Regions from separate parts of the Mus musculus genome. Here region 1 is linked to region 2. A link is a contact called in public promoter capture Hi-C data. All regions are on one chromosome and are shown on one strand. The core of a region is the stretch at or near the end of the contact, and the rest is flanking DNA. Distances in the headings are between cores, read along the strand shown.

Region 1 (4,462 bases), core at 976-3,475, 2.6 Mb after region 2:
AAGTGGTTGCTGAGAGCTCACATCTTGATCTTTAAACACAAAGCAGAGAGAAGAAACTAGAAATGTTGTGACTCTTATACCCTCAAAGCCCACGACCAATGACATACTTCCTCCAACAACGTTATACCTCAAAAACCTACCTGATACCACCACGAACTGGGGCCGGTTATTACATGAGCTTATTGGGGGGGGGGGGGGGATTCTCATTCAGATCACTATGGCAGACTGTCATAGACCCTAGGAAAAGAATTTAACACTATTATTCTAAATGGACATAGAAATAAACTTCACCCTAAGATCGTATCTTTACATATGTAGATTAGTACATTTCTTAACCTTCATCAGAGAAGCTCCTCTTTCTCCTCCTCCTTCTTCTTCCTCCTCCTCCTCCTCCTCTTCCTCCTCCTCCTTTTCTTCTTCTACATTGATTAACACAGGGACCCATAACTGGCACACATGCAGAGAGTAAGAAAGAGTGGAGTGCTCAGCTCTAAATGACAAATCTAAATCACTCACCTCCCCAAGGATCAAAGATGACTGTGGAGGAGGCAATGGAAAGAATGTAAAAGCCAGAAATAGTGAACATCTACAGTGAATTGCATTTGCACATTGGACATGAGAGGGCCCTGGCACACACAAACTCAGAACCTATAGACTGCATAAGACCCACTCTAGATCAAGCTGCCTAAAATTCAGCAAGGATGGAGGAGAGGCTGCTGAAGTCTCACTCCAGTGCAGAAGGTGGCAATTGGTTGCTGCTGGGGGAAGAAAGATAAGGTTTTATTTCTGTTTTTCTTTCTTTGGTCAAATTTTATTTTATTTTTATTAAATTTATTTATTCACTTTACATCCCAATGTCAGCCCCCCTTTTTTTCCCAGTACCCCTCATGCAAATCCTCTCTGCATTCTTCCCTCCTTTGAGAAAGGGGAGTTCCCCTCTAGGTATTGCCCACCCCCAGCCCTTACTCTGCCTCCTGCACATCAAGTCTCTGCAGGGCTAGGTGCATCCTCTCTCACTGAGGCCAGATAAGGCAGCCCAGTTAGGGAAACAGGATCCAAAGGCAGGCAGACAAGGCAGGCAGGCAGACAGCTGAGTTAGAGACAGTCCTCTCTTCTGTTGGAGGACCTGCATAATGACCAAGCTACAGATCTGCTACATACGTGCAGGGACCTAGGTAGGTCCAGCTTATGCTTGCTCTTTGGTTGGTGATTCAGTCTCTGGGAGCCCCCAAGGGTCCAGGTTAGTTGACTCTGTTGGTTTTCCTGTGGAGTCCTTGTTCTCTTCAGGTCCCTCAATCCTTCCCACAGCTCTTCCATAAGGCTCCCCAAGCTCCATCTAATGTTTGATATGAGTCTTGCATCTCATTCCATTGGCTGCTGGGTGGAGCCTCTCAGAGGAAAGTTATTCTAGGCTCCTGTCCTAGAGACTCCTTCCCCCTACCATCAACTATGGAAAACCTGGACTCATTTGGACCTGATATATATATATATATATATATATATATATATATATATATATATATATATATATATATAGAGAGAGAGAGAGAGAGAGAGAGAGAGAGAGAGAAGAGGTGTGAGAATGGGGGTTGGATTTGTGTGTTTGACTAAAACACATTATAGACCTGTATGAAATTCTCAAATGAAACAAAGGATGGCTGGAGAAATGGTTTAGTAGTTAGGAACACTTGTTCTTTCAGAAGACCTGGATTTGTTTCTCAGTATCCTTGTCACCACCAATACTCATAACCCCTGAAACTCCAATTCCACGGGGAAATCTGACACCGTCTTCTGACCTTCCTGGATTGACCTGACCAGTCATGGACTTGGTACAGATACACACATAGAGGCAAAATACCCATACAAATAAAACAAAACAAATCTAATTAAAATAAAACCCTCAGGCTTTTCTTAGACTGTTTTGTCCCTATTGCAGCCATAAGTATAAATCCTCAACAAATTGTTGATGTGATAGCTGTCTTCTAGAACACCACAGTATTTACTGTACTAATGGGAATATTGGTGTGCTAGTAAAATACCTTTAATTTAAAAATACACCAATTAAGAACTTGACCAGTACGTTTAGTATGGACTCAACTGGTTGGTTCAGTGATTTCCCTTTTAGAGATGAGTTGGCCTCTGAGCAATGTCAACAATTGCTGCAAACCCATGCTCATGCAATTCTGAACTTCTGCCAATCTTGCATAACCCTGTTCCTCAATGCCGTGTTCCATAATATATTCACAGGCAGCTGGCTGGCATCACGACTTGCGTCTGAATATTTTTTTTTCCCACTGAGATACAGTAGAAGAACCTTCTGATTTTCAGAGATCACTCTATTTTAATTATGGCTTCATTACATTTTCCTCAATGGGCAGTGAGTTTTGTCTTCTTTGCCCAGGCTGTGGGTTCAATGGACACTTTTATTGCTGCTGTGTATGAACATGCTGTTATACTGCCAAACAAAACTGAAAGTCCTGTTTCCACTGAAGAGGCTTTGCTCCTGATAAACAAGAACATAGACATTTTGGAGAGTGCAATCAAGCTGGCAGCCAGACAGGTAACACTCTTTTGTTCATGTCTGAGATGGGATATTGATTGCAGCTGGACAAGAATGTAGATATTTAAAAATGATGAGGAAACTTTTCTTTCCATGTCTGTTTTGAGCAGGGTGCACATATCATTGTGACGCCAGAAGATGGAATCTATGGTTGGATCTTCACCAGGGAGACCATTTACCCCTACCTAGAGGATATACCAGACCCTGAAGTGAACTGGATTCCCTGTAGAGACCCTAGGAGGTAACATCATGCCAAAGAGTAAATGACTCTGTCAACAAAGAGTTAACGATGAGATAGAGCAGTAATGTCACCAGGCTTGACTTGTTATTTTTTTCTGATGATTAGACAGTCTGTGGCACTGGCCTAATGCTTCATAGTGTCTGCTACTCACTGTGCCTTCATGTGGCAAATATCTTTGGCTAAGAATACTTGATTCATTACGACAACAGTTCTCTTTAAAATCTAGCATGTGAACTGTTCCCCACAAGTATGTTTAACTAAGTTTCAGCCAAGTGAGAATGGTACTTCTGGAACTTGAGCTCTCAAGTGCAAGTCAGTGGGTTCGCCCAGGAGCCTTCACAAGAAGAGTGAAATGATTAAGGAGCCTGTGTGCCTTGCCTTTTCCTTTGCCTTTGCCTTTTCCATTTCCTTTTCCTTTTCCTTTTCCTTTTCCTTTTCCTTTTTCTTTTCCAGTCACTGTTTCTAAGGTCCAGAGACACATTAAAACAACTACCTATGACTGTCTGTAAAGACATGGATACAGACAGATGGACAGACAGAGCGATAGAGACAGAGAGACACAGAGACAGAGAGATAAGAGATAGACAGAGACAGAGAAACAGAGACAGGCAGGCAGGGGCGAGAGGGAGAAAGGGAAGAGAGCGAGAAGGGGGTGAGTATCACGGCTGAAGGAAGTCCAACTGGAAACTGTTGAAAAATCTAAGGCCAGCTTTTAGATAATATAAATATACCACCTGAGAGTCTACAGGAAGACACTGGTTAGGCTTGTGAGTGGATCCATAGGGGAGAACACTGGGGAAACTGTGAACGGTTCCCAAGCTAACCCTTCCAGAGCCTGTGTTGCTAACACCGTGCCGTCACCTTGGTTCCACAGTAGTCAGTAAGGTGCATGGGAGTTTCAGGGGGCTTGAACAGGAAGCTTCCTTTCTGAGTCCACATCTTACTACCTCCCAGCTGAGTGGATGGGTACACAGCACAAATGTTTCTCTGTCTATAATATGAGTGCAATGAAATTCCATCCCTACTTTCCTTATAGAATAGACAAGAATGTCAAACAAAATGGTGTGTGTGACCCTTTACCCTGCAGTGTTCTTTTTAACATCTCAGGTCACAACGACTTCTTTTTGGTAGAAGAAAACATGTGTAAACTACTACAAACTTTTTTAATAGAGATTTTAGAAATTATTAATAAGTGTGGTTTGAGCATAACTTCCTTAAAATATATATTTAATTAAGAAATTATGTTTATTAATTTAAATGAAGATGAGATAGATTTGTTGGTGTCCTTACCTTTTAGCATAGTTCACAGGTGATTTTTTTTTAAGTAGGGAAATTTTAAAACTGCTTTCAGTTGCCAACTTTATATCTGCATGCACCCGTTCAGACTCATATCTATTGCCTTCAAGGCAGTGGTTCTCAATCCATGGGTTGTGATCCCTTTGCGTCAAACACTTTAACAAGGGTCATGTAAGACCACTGGAAAACACACGTATTTACATTATGATTTATAACAGCAGCAAAGTTATAGTTAAGAAGTAGCAACAAAAATAATTTTATGGTTGAGGGTCACCACAAGACGAGGAACCGTCTTAAAGGGCCGCAGTGTTAGGAAGGCTGAGAACCACTGCTCCGAGGAAGAGCTTTTAGACATAATTCTGGCC
Region 2 (4,090 bases), core at 1,070-3,569:
GCTTACTGGATTGCTTCCCCTGGCTTGCTCAGCTTGCTTTCTTATAGAACCCAGGACCACCAGCCCAGGGATGGCACCACCCACAGTGGGCTAGACTCTCACCTGCTTAATACTTAACACTGCCTTACAGCTGGATCTCATGGACATATTTCTTCAACTGAGACTCCTTTCTCTCTAGATTGTGTCAAGTAGATACAAAACCAGCCAGTACAGTGTGTTAAAAGACTCTGACCAAAAAAAACCCACAAAAACAAAAACCAAAACCAAAAAAACAACTATGGGAGGAAAGGGTTTATTTGGCTTACACTTCCAAGGTTGTTTGTTTGTTGGTTTTTGTTTTTGTTTTGTTTTGTTTTAAGATTTATTTATTTAATGTATATGGGTACACTGTCACTGTCTTCAGACACACCAGAAGAGGGCATAAGATCCCATTAGAGATGGTAGTGAGCCACCATGTGGTTGCTGGGAATTGAACTCAGGACCTCCGGAAGAACAGTCAGTGCTCTTAACTCATCAGTCGTCTCACCAGCCCCACACTTTCAAGTTACAATCCATCACTGAGGGACATCAAGGTAGAAACTGAAGCAGAGACTGAAGCAGGAACTACAGGTGCAACTGCTTACAGGCCCGCTCTTCTGCTCATGCTTGGCTTGCTTTCTCTTACAGCCCAGGCCCCACTACTAAGGAGGTTGCCCTGTAGAGCAGACTGGAAACTCTTTGCATCAATCAATCAAGACATTGCCTCACAGGACAATTCTGATGAGGCAATTTCCAGGTGACTCTGAGTTATGTCACCTTGCCAGGGAAACTAACAAGTGTAAATAATATACCATTTTCAGGAATCAATACAGAACAGACTGGTCCACACACCCAAGTTATGTGTCATGTCTGAGGCAGGATTGTTTTCTTATTCACCCTACTAGTTATGTGGTCGGTTTATAACTCATTTACTTCAATAGCCGCATCAGTGACTTGTAATTAACAGCATTCACGTTTACAGTGGGATAGAAGCTGACCCTGGTTTTTAAGTTTTATGTACGTGACGTTGAGACAGGGTCTCAACAGTGCTGGTTGGCCTGGAACTCCCTGTGTAGCCAAGGATGACCTTGAATTCCTGGTCCTCCTGTCCCTGTCTACAGAGTACCAAGATTAAAGGAATTGAGCCACCAGGTCCAGCACATTTAGTACTCTTTAGCACTTAATGTCCTGTGCTAAGTCCTCTTACATGGGCAAATATTATTTATGAATTTGATAATGTATAAGATAATATCTTCACTTACAAAGAAATAGGCTGCAATGTGGAAATTATTTAAAGGTATAAAATAAAACACTTAAAAATCATAAAATTAGCATCTACTTTTTTTTTTTTTTGTCTATAAAGTTTTGCCTTGGAGCCATATGAAACATTGTGAGTTAAGAACACCATTGGGTAGTCAGTCAGAACTCAAATCTGAGCCCTTTACAAATATGGATTTAATTTGTGTTATCCTCATTGTTGTGGATTAGAAAAGCTGAGTAAGGTGGTGTTAGACATTCGCCTTTGATTCCAGGTCTTGGCATTGAAAGCACAAGCTACAATAAAATGGTTTGTTCAGTGTGATAATAAGGTTGATGTTTTTTACACAGCATTATTAGCCTTATGTTGTATGAAACAAGGATGTTTAATAACAGGTTATAGATTTATGTGTTATTATTACATCATAAGCACCCAAGGCTAGTTCTGTGTCTGAAAAGCTGTACTAAACACCCTTAGCAAGTTCACATATTTATGTATTCAATCAATGTCTAAGGCTTCCTTCTTAATTAATTCGTGCTAATGAAATATTTTACAAAGCTAAGGTCAGACAGTTGTTTACCAGAGCTGTTAATGAATTTAATATGGAGCCCATACCTGAAGCCATGAGTTACATGCGAAGCATATTGACCCAGTGTGGCTACATTTCAAAGCTAAAATTACTCATTCAAAAAGTTCCCTCTACAGCTTGGACTAATTATTATGCCAAATTTACACGTTTATTGATTGCCTATAGTGTTTACTAAGGCTTAAAAGCTGAAACAAAGTCCTTGTTTTTACTGAGCGAAATAGGCAGCTTTTCAGATGATCAAAAACCAAAGTTGGGAAATAATCCTGAAAACCGGTGTAGGTGAAGGATCCCGCTCAACAACCCTCTGGTTGCTTCATTTCTGGCCTTGAAGTCCACGTCAGTCAATTCGCTTGTGGGCGGGACCTCGCCCCCCCCCCCCCCCCGCCAGTTCGCGAGCGCGCACGCGTTCCCGGGAGGCCCGCAGTGACCCCGAGAGCTTGCCGTCGCCAAGTGCGCAGGTATGACGTCGCGCATGCGCGGACGCTCGGCGCAGAGGCCTGGCGGAAGACAAGATGGCGCGGCAGAGGTGTTCCGCCCGCGGTCTGCGCCTCGTCGGTTTCTGAGCCGAGTTTTTCTGGAAGGGACGGCGGCAGGCGCCGTCTGTGCGCGATGGCCCGGCATCGGAACGTCCGGGGATATAACTACGATGAAGGTGGGTGGTAAGGCCGCGCCGGCCGTGACCTTAGCTCTTCCAGCTGTCTCCATGGCCGCTTTACATCTCCCTGGAATCGAGCATGGACCCCGGAGCCACGCTCGCAATGGGATCTTCGGCGGAGAGGGAGCGGGCGGAGAGCGAGCAGGACCTGAGAGGAACACCCGGGGAGGAAGCCGGCGTGTTGTCTGCCTCCTAGCTGAGCTAGTTCACCGACCGGGCAGGGGTGTAGCATCTCCAGGGCCCATAGGTGTGGCGAGGTCGGGATCCGATGCTGTTCGTATCCAAGCGTCACCTCTTCTTTCCCTGTTTCCTGCGGGGATCCCGCAATGAGTTCCTGACGTCTGTCTCATAAGCCCTCCTTCAGACAAGCCCACGAGGCCGTAGTTAGAAAAGAGGCTGGCTTAGCGCTTACCTGCGGCCGGCCTACTACAAACGTCAGATTTATTTCGTTGTCCCCGTGTCCCTGCGTTTTTGACTGCTCCATTTTTTTCCAACGGATTTCAAAACTGGGGACGTGAGAAACAGAAAAGATTCTTGTTTAAAAGGGCTCAAGAAATTGGGTCGATTTGCTGATGTTCAGGTGTATAAATTCAGTTATTGGCAAACAGTGCTTAATGTAGATTGATTTTAAAAAGGAAATGGAAAAATAACACCAGCGGGGAGGTCATGAAAAAGGGACTCGCAGTTTGTTGGCATTGAGTGGATGATAATAAGCATCATTTAGCATCACAGAAGCTAAAAATAAACACAAATGTAAAGTGATGCAAGAATCCTAAAGACCTGCTGCTTTTTAAAATGGAGAAGATGCAATGTTTACGCAGGCGGTTGTTATTAACACCCCCTTTGGGGGGATTGTGAGCTTCAGTGTCCTCAACAGGTTTGACCAACCAACAACCTGGGCTGCATCTGGAGACTTTGACCCAGTCTGCCTGGAATATCTTACTTGGCAGGCATTCACTGTAAGAATACATAGTGTCTGTATAAAAGGCCTGGTGGACCACTACCACTAAGAAATGACTTTAGTCTGGAAGAGATTGTGTAGCTGTGAAATAAGGGACATTTATTACCAATATATTTCCTCAGCCAGTGATAATTGACTATTTAAGGGTACTGCTTAACACATGAGGACTGTTTACAGTAACAGCTGGTTAAAGCATGAGAGATTCCACAGTGTGATGACAGTAATATAGAAACGATGCAAAAGAGAGGGTCTAAATTAGAAGGGAAGGGCTGGGATTTCTGTGTAGCCTCTGAGTGCCGAATACCTTCTTACCTTGGCTACCTGAGGTCAGGTTTGATTCCTTTGTAACAATCAGTGACATCATAAGCAAGCGTAGCCTGTCTTGGGATGTTCCTCCCTTCCTGTTCATAAAAGTTCATTTTCCATTTTCTTCTTCCCAGTTAGGCTTCCTTTTGGGCTTTCAGTAATTAAAACTTCACAAAAGTATTCTAATTTCATTAGAGTTAGTCTGTGGACAAAAAACCTGTTGGCTCCTCTGTGTAACACCTGCGTTACTTTACCGTTTAATTCCAAGTACTTTTCAGGACTGCCTCTATCTATAGGTTTTTG

The links. Promoter capture Hi-C pulls out the DNA fragments that hold promoters and counts their contacts.
Region 1: a promoter capture Hi-C map of hippocampal neurons shows a contact between it and region 2, with 6 times the contacts expected there. The contact joins the promoter of Vnn3 here to the promoter of Hbs1l in region 2. A contact is called at or near these places in 2 of 39 promoter capture datasets (hippocampal neurons and liver).

The regions. Positions count from the first base shown.
Region 1 is chr10:23,849,237-23,853,698 of GRCm38.p6, forward strand. Vnn3 (vanin 3) reads left to right here and starts at 2,226. Exons shown (of 7, transcript NM_011979.2): 1 at 2,226-2,560; 2 at 2,671-2,801. The coding sequence starts at 2,348.
Region 2 is chr10:21,293,660-21,297,749 of GRCm38.p6, forward strand. Hbs1l (Hbs1-like (S. cerevisiae)) reads left to right here and starts at 2,320. Exons shown (of 18, transcript NM_019702.2): 1 at 2,320-2,517. The coding sequence starts at 2,475.